Regions from separate parts of the Sus scrofa genome. Here region 2 is linked to region 1. A link is a contact called in public promoter capture Hi-C data. All regions are on one chromosome and are shown on one strand. Each heading gives the region's core, a stretch centred on a gene start, on an enhancer-like site or on the middle of the called end of the contact. The rest is flanking DNA. Distances are from core to core; before and after follow the strand shown.

Region 1 (5,263 bases), core at 1,233-3,732:
TTAAAAATGAAATTATATTAAGTGTAGTAACATCTTAGGGCACAGTTACTTGGAGGCTTTATGAGCCTTTGTTTTTTATGTGTGTGTGTTTTGTTTGTTTGTTTGTTTTTCTGTCTTTTAGGGCAACACCCATGGCATATGAAGATTCCCAGGTTAGGAGTCAAATCGGAGCTGTAGCCTCCGGCCTACGCCACAGCCACAGCAACGTGGGATCTGAGCCACATCTGTGACTTATACCACAGCTCACGGCAACTTCAGATCCTTAACCCACCGAACGAGGCCAGGGATCGAACCCACGTCCTCATGGATACAAGGTGGGTTCATTAACCACTGAGCCACGACAGGAACTCCTTTATGAGCCTTTGAATTGTTTGACTGCTTTACAGTGAGCATGTTATTAACACACATAGTAATTTTTAATAAAAGCATAGTGAAGACTTTGAAAACAGTGTCTTCTCTTTTGAAAATAAAGCTGTATCTTTGTGTAATTAACACTAGACAAAGACAAACAAGTTTTATAATAAAATACTTAAAATATCTATGAATTGGTTGATTTAAGAATATAATTTGCTGTGAAGTACAGCCTGATGTGAAAATATCTCTCTAAAGAGAAAAGGTGTTGCCTTTGTAATAAATGAAAATAAAATGTCTCTGTTTTCTTCTCTTCATATAGAATAAATCTAACCCCAGATCTCATTTTAATTAAATAGCGCTTTTTCTCTAGAGTTGAGGCTGAGAGGTTTTCTTTAAAAGACTATAGAACTGGCAAGTAGCATAAGTATATCTGAGTATCCTTGGAAGATAATTCTTGGGGGGGATATGAGGTTCTCTCTTACTGTGCTCATTTTCCTTAAATAAATGTGTGTTTAGACCAAGCACGTATTAATTGTAGAATGGAAAATGAGACAAGATTTTTTGGTAGATGCTGCCTACAATTTTTGTGAAAGGCTTTAGTGCAGAATTTTTCATAAAACAAAATCTTTTTCTTCTTCAGTATTGTAGAATTCACAGCAAGAGTTCTTATTTGACGGAAAAACTGTAAACATTCGTTGACCCCAAATTTGACTCATCTCTTTTGTATTTTTCTTTTCCATTTCACTCATCGGAGACAAGGTACTATATAAAGTAGATCTGTTATCAAAATAAAAAAAGAAAAAAATATATTTTGCATCATCAGAAGTCCTTTGGGGCCTAATTAAAAATCAGTGCTTACAGCTCAAGTCTCAGCAAGAAGTCCTGTGGTTTCTAGCAAGCAGCAGATGTCTAGAGATTGTCAAATCGACTAACATGTTTGAAAAGAAGTTCTTGGTTTTTAACTGGACTGATCAGAGAATTCTGGTGCCCTCTCTCTCTGCCAAAGGGATCAGTTATTTTTTTTATTTCTTTTTTTTGGTTTGTTTTTTGTGATCAGTTATTTTTTAATGGGTATTTTCTAACCATCTCCCTATTCTAAAATACTCTTTCTATAAAGGCTATCTCTAGGCAGACATGGTTTGATGTTTTAAAAGACTTAAATTACTGTTCCAGTGCTAGTCAGTATATATAGCGGCTATCCTGGTAAAACATACTAAGAAGGGAAGTGTATCTGCTGTCTACTGTCCTTTTGTAATGCCTATATGGAAATTGTGGTATACCTCATCACTTGGGATCTATAGGCACAGCCCTAGAAATGAGCACATGCATTACAGTAGGGCCAGTATCCTCCCAAGGGGTCAGAATTGGTTCTTGGGGGAGGGGTTAAAAAGTCTTATACTTTATATATAAAGCACAGGTATGTGTGGTATATCTGTGGTGTTAAAATTTTATGGGTCGGGGTGGCAGATAGAGAAAAACCTTTGAAAAGGCTCCTTGGGGGTTGACAGTGAATAAAAGGTTGAGATACACTGCCTTAGAGTAATAAGCTGGATTATTACAGGTCAGATTTTTCCTTAACATTAATTAGTCCCCCCCCCCAAATGTACATGATTCCTCTGTCAGCTCTTTTTCTCTCTCTACTTAAATGCTCCTATATACACTTTGTACATATACCAGATTTTCACATCTACCTTTAGACCACTGAAAACTATAGCAATAGATGAATACTTTTGCACATAACCCTATCTCCTATTAAAGTGTGAGTCTGAAGACTGAAAATTTCCTTTAACCCTACATAGTCACTCCAATGGGAGGAAAAAGACCAAATTCTTAAATACTTTGATGCCAAACTGAGGTAGTAAAAGGCATTATTTTTATATTTTCCACCATGATTACTGATGGAGCCTTTCTTGTAGAAGATGATCAGATGGGACTGGGCTTGGCTGGCCCAGCAAGCGCTTTCAAGGTTCGTTTTTGGATAGTTAGTGAAACAAAGTCCCATTTGTTCCATCCTCAAAAGAGAAGGCCAGGATGGGATGTATGCCACTTTTAGCCTAATAGGAAATGAAGTAATTCTTGGGTCATGCTTTAGCAGCTTTGTTTATTTGCAGCAATATTTCGTTTCCATGGGTACGGGTGCCTCATACAGTGATAAGGAGCCTCAAAAAAGCTCTCTGACCTCAGGAGCACACACCTCCTGACCTGTGCGCTTAAAAAAGGTTTGGATTAGATACTTTTAAGAGGACCATCAGCAGTTAAATTTTTGGTTCTCATGTAGGTGCTCCTGCTTGTGCTTTGTTTATATGGCATTCTTCCCCTTGCCTTTATTTTTTTTTGGTTCTGCAGTGTCTAAGGGCAGTGTATAGCTCAGAAGCTATGTTGGGCCCTGCTGCAGAAGTTCTTGGTAGAGTATTAGGGATGTTTTCCTTGAGTCACCTGAACAGGAGCATTTTAGTAGCTAACAATCATAATAAAGTACCAGTTTTAGATGCTTGATTTATGCCAGGTGCTTTGTGTACAGCCATCTCTGATTTTTTTTTTTTTTTTTAGCAATCCGGAAGGCTAGTGGTAGTCTCATTTTGCGCACAAGACACACAGGCTTCAGGATCGTGTGTTTTTCAGGGTAACTAGCCTGTCTGCAATGGAGGTGAGATGCAAACCTGGTATTTTCTGATTCTGTGGCTAATTGTCAGCATACCTCAGGGCTCCTTACAATTCACTCAGTTAGGGTCAGATTTCCTACCCCATAATTTACTTCAAATTTATGTTTTAAATCAACTGAACCTGGTTGTGGGATAAATTCAGAAGTTAGTTTTGAAAAGTGGAACTAAAGTTTAGCCTCTGTTTCTTTAACCGTTCATCTCTCTCCTCCCCTGTGTCAGTTCTCTTGGGGGTATTTCCCTCAGAAGAAGCTCAGGAAAATTTTCAGAACTTCCTCTTTTAAAAGGACTTGTGATTATTATTTTCTTTCTTTGTTACCAGGAAATTTAGTGGGAAAGAAAAACACCATGGAACTAGCTGAAAACCTTACAACTCCTCTTTTGTTTTCATGAAAAAAGAAGTTAAGTTGTAGTTGCTATGTCAAATCAGATATGGTTTCCCATCCCCATGTTTTTGCCCTAAAGATGTAGACATCATTGATTCCTTGCATTTCGTCTGTACAAAGGCAGGCATAAGACTAATGGTTTCTGAAAATATCATGTCTCTAGAGCTAATTTATGGTAGTAAGAGATAACTATGTGTGTAGATGTGATTTCAGTTTTATTAATGGTCCATATTAACCTTTGTGTGTTTTTTTTTTTTTTTTTCCTAGATGCTTTATCTGAAAAGTTGTAGGGATTAAAATATAATCCTGTGGACCACTTGAGCCTAGTAGAAAACCTGAATGTGAGAGAGTGTCTCCACCAGCCTCATGTGGTGGATTTCCAGACGGTAGAGTGAGGCAGTTTGTTCACAATCAGTAGTAACTCTTCCAGTTTACTCAAAGTTTAATAAAGACTGAGCCAGGAAACCCTCAGTTCTCCTCTTCTCTTTTAACCCTCAGTTTTTCTTTGGAAAAAGAAGCCTGTAATCATACCAAACAAATTCCAGATTTATGGCACATTTTACTTAGGATGATTCATAGTTTCTCCTTTAGATTGTGAGTTCATGTCTGAAGGGAAAATATTGGGGTAATGATTGGCTTCGTCTCCTGGGTATCTGTTTCATGGCCTTTTCTGACATTCTGCCTTCTGTAATGCATGGCATTGTTTTAGTTCCACATAAATAGAGCAGACAGTAGCTCACTCATCGACCCATGTACCTTCTAACAAATGCTGCTGAAGCAGCAGAAGGAAATATGCATGCTTATGCTGCTCAGCACACGTGCACACACACACATAGCCATACTCCCAAATCACTTACTATTTCTGCCCCTCTTGTTGTCTCCACTTTGTCCTAGCCAAGTAAAGAGTCATTTTAGCAATTCGATATAGATTTCTTTGCAAAGACATTACTCCTGCTCTTTCCAGTTTTGAGTTGGGTGGTGTTGCTTCACCATGGCTTTTAGGTGTGTGTGTGTGCATGTGCGTGTGGAAGCTGAAGATCTGGGCTATGCCCTGAACCCTGTGTATACACAGGAGGTGGTTTCACAGAGCAGTGATGTTCACTTTTAGTGGCATTGTGACTCTCTTTCTGGCTCAAGCTTTCATGTGTCTCACCTTTGCACAGGCTTGGGAAAGGAGACAAGTAAGAAGGAGTAAGAACTGTTTGGATAGACTGAGCAGTGGATATTATTATTTTAGGTTAGTGTAGTATCTCTTCCAAGACTGTTTCAGCTTTGCAGGTAGAATTCAATTTGAATCTCGCATTATTCACATTCTCATCACTGAATTGTGAAACTTGTAATTTTAGTGTTTATTGACATGTATTCATATCTACCTCAAAGGACTGTCAGGAGTTTATAAATCAGCTTAATCCTGAAAAAATGGGAAATGTTAAAACAGGTGAGATTCATGAATGAGAACCACAACCATCTTAAGTACACTCATCTCTCAGTATCTGCAGGGGAATTGGTTCCAGGACCCCCACGGGTGCCAAAATCTGCAGATGCTCAAGTCCCTTAGTCGGCCCTCCATATCCGTAGTAACGTATCTGCGGATTCAACCAGCCATGGATTATAAATACAGTAGTATATATAGTAGTATTGGGGCGGGGGGAATCCACGTGTATGTGCGGTTCAGACCCGTCTTGTTAAAGGGCCAACTATAATTATTCTGACTGAAACACATACTGTTACGTCTGTCCATCTGTCTGATTTTAACTGGAAATGAAATGATGCTGTGTATGTTGTTGTGGGTGACAGTATTCAAGAATTTGAGAGGAGTCTTCTAAATTATAGCTCTTCACTTTACAAGATTAGGATACTCTG
Region 2 (5,263 bases), core at 1,735-4,234, 83 kb after region 1:
GAAGCCTTGTTTTTCTCTTCTTCGTCTGTGGATGAATCATGTTCCCACCACTGCAATTAGGTTTTCAAGCCTCCGGGGCTGCTGGTGCAGAGCTGAAAGGGCAAGTAGTGACGTTCTTGAGAGTGAGGGAAAAGGGGAGAGGGGGCTGGGGTAGGGAAGGGCCAGCGCCCAAGAAGGGAGGGAGCAAAAAGGAGGAGTGGTCTTTTTTTTTTTTTTTTTTTCCTTCCTCTCCTCTTTTCCCTCTGCTGTCATTAGATATTTTCAACTGAAATCGGAATCAAGCCCTACTGCCTGGTGAGCAAGAGGCTGACTAAAGACTCTTTACTTTGAACAGAATCTCAAAGCTTCAGCTTTTTTTTTTTTTTTTTCCCGTAAAGGAAAAATTGATTTTCCTTGTCTTCGTTTTTCTTTTTTAAACAAGAGGATTTAATGAACAGATTTTTTTCCTAGCATCCCTTCGAAATAGAGTTGCCTTCCCTTTTTCTCTTTCTCTTTTCCTGACAAAGTACATACTGGATTTTTATTGCCTGCTTTGGGCTATTCCCGCACGTGTGTCGGCCATTATGCGCAGCCTGTTAATTCTTAATTTTTCTACTGGAGTTATCGCCAGTGATGAAAACGGCGTGTGCTTTTCCTTCCGTCAAGATCTGCATAAAGTATAGCATCAGGAGGCATTTACTGTTTATGTTGTAAATTCATCATCCCAGTGCTCTGAAGTTGCCAGGAAGTTCTTGGTTCAAGGAATTGGGATTCTGCTTGGTTTCTTTTTAATTCTTTTTTTTTTTTAGCCCCTTGAGGGTTTTATGCATAGAGGAGTCTGGAAGGCACAAGTCCCCTCCAGCTCACTGTGAGAAATTTGGAACTCTGGACTTGGGCGAGCACACTGGCCCCCCAAGTTGACAGTGGGTACATCTCTCGCATCTTGTTTCCTCTCTTCTGCATTTGGACAAAATGTATGAACGGCACAAGAGGCGCTACAGCCTATGTGACATCTCCAAGGTGCACAGGACTGTGGACGTGGTGTTGCTGAAGGTAAGGGGCCACACTTCATCCATTCCAAAACTCAGGCTCTGTGTCTTCGAATCCAGTGACTAGGTCCTTGGGAGAAAGGCTGAGAAGTGTGTCGGTCAGAACAGTGAGGAATCAGGGAAGGGAAGGGCGTTGGGTTGGTGATCTTAAGGTTCTTGAGAGAATATCTGAACAGAAACAGTGGGTGCTTGAGAATCAGCATTGAGCCCCTTAGTGTTTCAGTGTCATTTTATTTGCCGTGAAATGGATTCTTATGCTTAGGAGAACCTCATAGCCTTGAAAATCATAGAGGGAGAAATTCATCTTCAGAGTTGCTCTTTCCTGAGATGTCTCTGCCTATTGCTCTCTCCCTGTCATCCCCAGCCCAGGCCCCCTATCTGTGGCGTATCCTTCTCTGGCTCTCTCCTTCTGCCTCTGTTTCTTAGTCTGTCTTTTGCCTGAATCTTTTCTATCTGTTGTTTCTGCAGTCTCTACTCACAACTCTTTAGGGGAAAGATAGTACTTACTTCCTTTGGAAGGATCTCCGGTCAGTCTATTTATTAAAGTGGCAAAGTGACCCTTTCCGCTTGGTTTGACTACTTTTCAAGTCTAGCCTCTGACTGTTAATAGCTGTATTTGTTTGTTTTCTCCCATTAGTAATGTTGGTGTCTAAGCAGGATGGGGGCGGAGACTCTGGATGGCTAATTGCTCACAGAAGGCATCCTGGAATCTAAAATTAGCAAGGAGTCTTCCAGCCATAAGATGGGAGTCTGGGAATGTTGGACTCAAGGAACACTTTTTGGAAGTTTAGCAGCTTTCTCACAAAGGCAGGGGAAATTGGAAGCCAACCAAATGTTGCACAGATGCCAAAAGAACTTCAGTCTCTGAACCTGTGAGGGTGTGGAGCCAGCAGAGTCTAGGCAAAGTAGTAATGTACTGCCCTGGTTAGGGAAATAGCAGGGCTCTTGTATTGATTTATCAATTCAGCTTATTACTTGAGACTCCTTAATTTTTTCCCCCTTTGGTCCATTGAGGCCAAGAAAAATGGCTCAGAAGGCTAGACACAGAAGCCAATGAATAATAACACCAAGCTGTGCGAGGGGCTAGGTAGAGGAGCCGTGATTTGTGGTGGAGTGGCATCACTGTCCCATATAATCACTATCAGGTGGTGCTTTGACTTTCCAGGCCTAGGCTGAGAGTCGTGGGCAACTTGGCATAGTGAACTTGATCCAAGTTATTGATTTTACATTCTCTGAAATGTGATTTCACTATGAAATCACAGTAATGTTTCAAAATTTTTGTCCTCATATATTTAGGAGAGCCTAGTTTTTAGGACCTTTATTTGCTTGACTCTGTGATCTTACCTGTCTAGGGAAGAAGCAAAGAAGGAAAAAGGGAAGGAGGATAGAAAAGACCAGTCTGTATATTGTGAGGAATGTGCTACATTTAAAACAAAATGTGCGGTGCTCTCTACTCTCGAGGGGCACGAAAGCCTTTACTAGTGGAGCTAAATCAACACAGGCTTATTATTGGCCTTGTAGAGACTGTTTTCCAGTTTTAACAAAACACTTCCATATACATTATTCCTTTGAGACTGGCTTGTCAGCGGCAACTGTTTCTCCCATTTTCCTACGAAGAGTTTGAGGCTTCTCTTGAGCCAGGGTAAGGGATGTGAAGGACTTGAGCCATGTGAATTTTTTTTGTCCTACAAGGCCACGGCTATTAAAGGACATAATTAGTTTTTTAGATGTACCTGTGTTTGGTTTTTTTGCACCATGCTGCCTTTATATAATGAAAGATTTTTAGTAGGGAAATCTTCACTTCTCAGAAAACAGGCATTTATTTCAACTAAGTAAACATGAGGAATCCTGAAAATACTGTTTCCAGCTTGAAATGAGGCGGGTCAGTTTGGTGTTGATTCTTTGCTGTGAAGATAGAGAAGAAGGCTACAAGAGGGCGACAGGAAGACAGTGTTAATAACCTGCTCCGTGCCGGACTTTGTGCTCGGTCTAAGGGGCACACGGGTCTTCAAAGTCCTCATGTTGCTTAAAGACAGACAGTTAATAGAGAAAAAAATACAAATTATTGTACGTGATTTGATAGAAATAAGCAGTGTGAGACTACAGTATAGTGCAATATAGGAAATGATGGGAAGACCTATTTCAGATAGATCTTTCTGAGGTGCCTTTAAAAAACTATTCTTTAGAGGATAAAAAGATGCCAGCTCTACCAAGGGAAGAAGGTGTGTTCCAGAAAGAAGGAACAGCAAATCCAAGAGGCCCTGCGGTGGGAAAGAATGGGTAGGGACATTGTGATGAGAATCATGAGCAAGGCTTAAAAGAGTAGAGCCGTGACAGCTGTGGTGAGGGGTTTGCTTTGCTTGGCCATGTTACTTCTCAGTTTATGTTTTTAAAAGATGATTCTGGGATGCGGGCATCATTTAGGTTGCCATTATGGTAGTCCAGGCATGATAAAAATGGTTTTGTGGTCTGAAGTGGGATGAAGTGGATATAGGCATTTAATCTTTACATTCCCAGTATTTGTCTCATTTTATATATGGAAAAAAGCGATGTAGAGCATCAGTAATTTTCCAGAGTTCTCACAGTTCAGCCCTGGTAGGTAGTAGGATGCAGCCCCAGCTATGAATGTTTTCAGAGCTCTTTTTTTTCTTGCTATCCTCTTATTACATGAATGTGTGTTATCAGTTTTTACATATATATGTGTATTTTTTGTCTTAAATTTTTCATATTGGAAGGAGACTTAGAAGTTATCACAGTCATATCTCAGTCACTTCTTTCCCTTTGGAGGTATTCCACCTACAGCACTTTGGACAAGTGCATGGTCTCATTTAAATTCATTTTGTCACAGACTTTTTAGCAGATTTCCCCCACAGTTCTTTAAAAAAAAAAAAAAATCATTCAGAACTGGTCTCCAGTTATCTTCCATTTTGAATTTCAGTGTTTGTTTGTTTTTAATCAGTGTTTTAAAAAATAATTATTGGGCGTATAGGCCACTTTTTTTCAGGTGATGATGTATATGTTCTCACTCTTCTTTTCCTGGGAAAGATTACTTTTTTTACACTGAGGAGTTTGTAATTTTTTCATCTATTCACTATATCTAAACACTCAATAAGCAGTGTCCCTAAGTCATATTAAACGCTCAAAATGTTTTGTTAATTGAGCGAGTTAATCTTTTAAGATTTTTAAGTATGGATTCAAAAGCATTATATTATGTAAACTGTATTTAATATACTGATAAGGTTAGGATAAGAACAAAGAGATGGGAGTTCCCGTTGTGGCGCAGTGGTTAACGAATCCGAATCCGACTAGGAACCATGAGGTTGCGGGTTCTGTCCCTGCCCTTGCTCAGTGGGTTAACGATCCGGCGTTGCCGTGAGCTGTGGTGTAGGTTGCAGACGCGGCTCGGATCCTGCGTTGCTGTGGCTCTGGCGTAGGCCGGTGGCTACAGCTCCGATTCGACCCCTAGCCTGGGAACCTCCATATGCCGCAGGAGCGGCCCAAGAAATAGCAAAAAGACAAAAAAAAAAAAAAAAAAAAAGAAGAGATGAATTATGACAGTCATCACATAATTTGGATCGTAAGCCTGTCCCTTTGGTGTCACATGTTTACCACTCTAGTCCCTTCCCTTGACATCCTAATAGTTCACTGTAGATTAGCTTTGAAATTCTCATTCTCTGTTATGTCCGTATACTTTCTTTGGCTCATTCTGCATTCTGATCTGTTCCTTTTGTTAGCTCTGTGCACTTAGTTCATGGTAGCCCTTCTGCATCAAATCCTTCTCTTAAGATTTCCCTAAGGCTAGGTACATTGGTCTTATCTCCAGATCAGCTCTTTATTCTCATCATCAACCTACAACATCCTCTGAAATCTTACCTTCTTTGTGAATTTTTTTCTAAATAAAAGGCCGTAGGTTGATAGTATTCCTTGGTCACCCACTCCTCCATCCCCCAGCCCAGTACACAACACACATACACACTTTCTTCCTCCCCATATTGGTTATCCGTCTTCCCCAATGCAGATATGACTTCTTGGTCTTACGGTAAGTGGTTGGTAAGTATGAGTCACAGGGACAAAATGGGATAATGAAGAATTTTAATTGTTAGAGGAGGCCCCTTGGTATTAACATGCCCACTTTCCCCAGGATCCTTCAAAAAGCTAGTATTGACCTCACAAGTTGGTGAACAATAGGAGCCTTTGTCTAATGCAGTTCAGCAGCTAACTCGATAGTATTGAGT

Evidence for each region. Promoter capture Hi-C pulls out the DNA fragments that hold promoters and counts their contacts.
Region 2: a promoter capture Hi-C map of fetal liver shows a contact between it and region 1, with 2.3 times the contacts expected there. The contact joins two enhancer-like sites. A contact is called at or near these places in 1 of 5 promoter capture datasets (fetal liver), 2 of 47 Hi-C or Micro-C datasets (heart right ventricle and liver) and 1 of 2 datasets of contacts at active chromatin or transcription factors (alveolar macrophages).

Annotation. Positions count from the first base shown.
Region 1 is chr7:88,023,204-88,028,466 of Sscrofa11.1, forward strand. The region is part of intron 3 of AKAP13 (A-kinase anchor protein 13); the gene reads left to right. Among named protein-coding and RNA genes, the nearest start is that of AKAP13, 140 kb to the left of the region's middle. Within about 2 kb of position 2,483, at least 31 of the 83 cell types and tissues checked have an H3K27ac peak or open chromatin away from gene starts, as enhancers often do. A contact at or near this core is called in fetal liver and liver, where this site is marked.
Region 2 is chr7:88,105,492-88,110,754 of Sscrofa11.1, forward strand. All of the region lies in intron 8 of AKAP13 (A-kinase anchor protein 13), which reads left to right. Among named protein-coding and RNA genes, the nearest start is that of KLHL25, 180 kb to the right of the region's middle. Within about 2 kb of position 2,985, at least 21 of the 83 cell types and tissues checked have an H3K27ac peak or open chromatin away from gene starts, as enhancers often do. A contact at or near this core is called in fetal liver and liver, where this site is marked.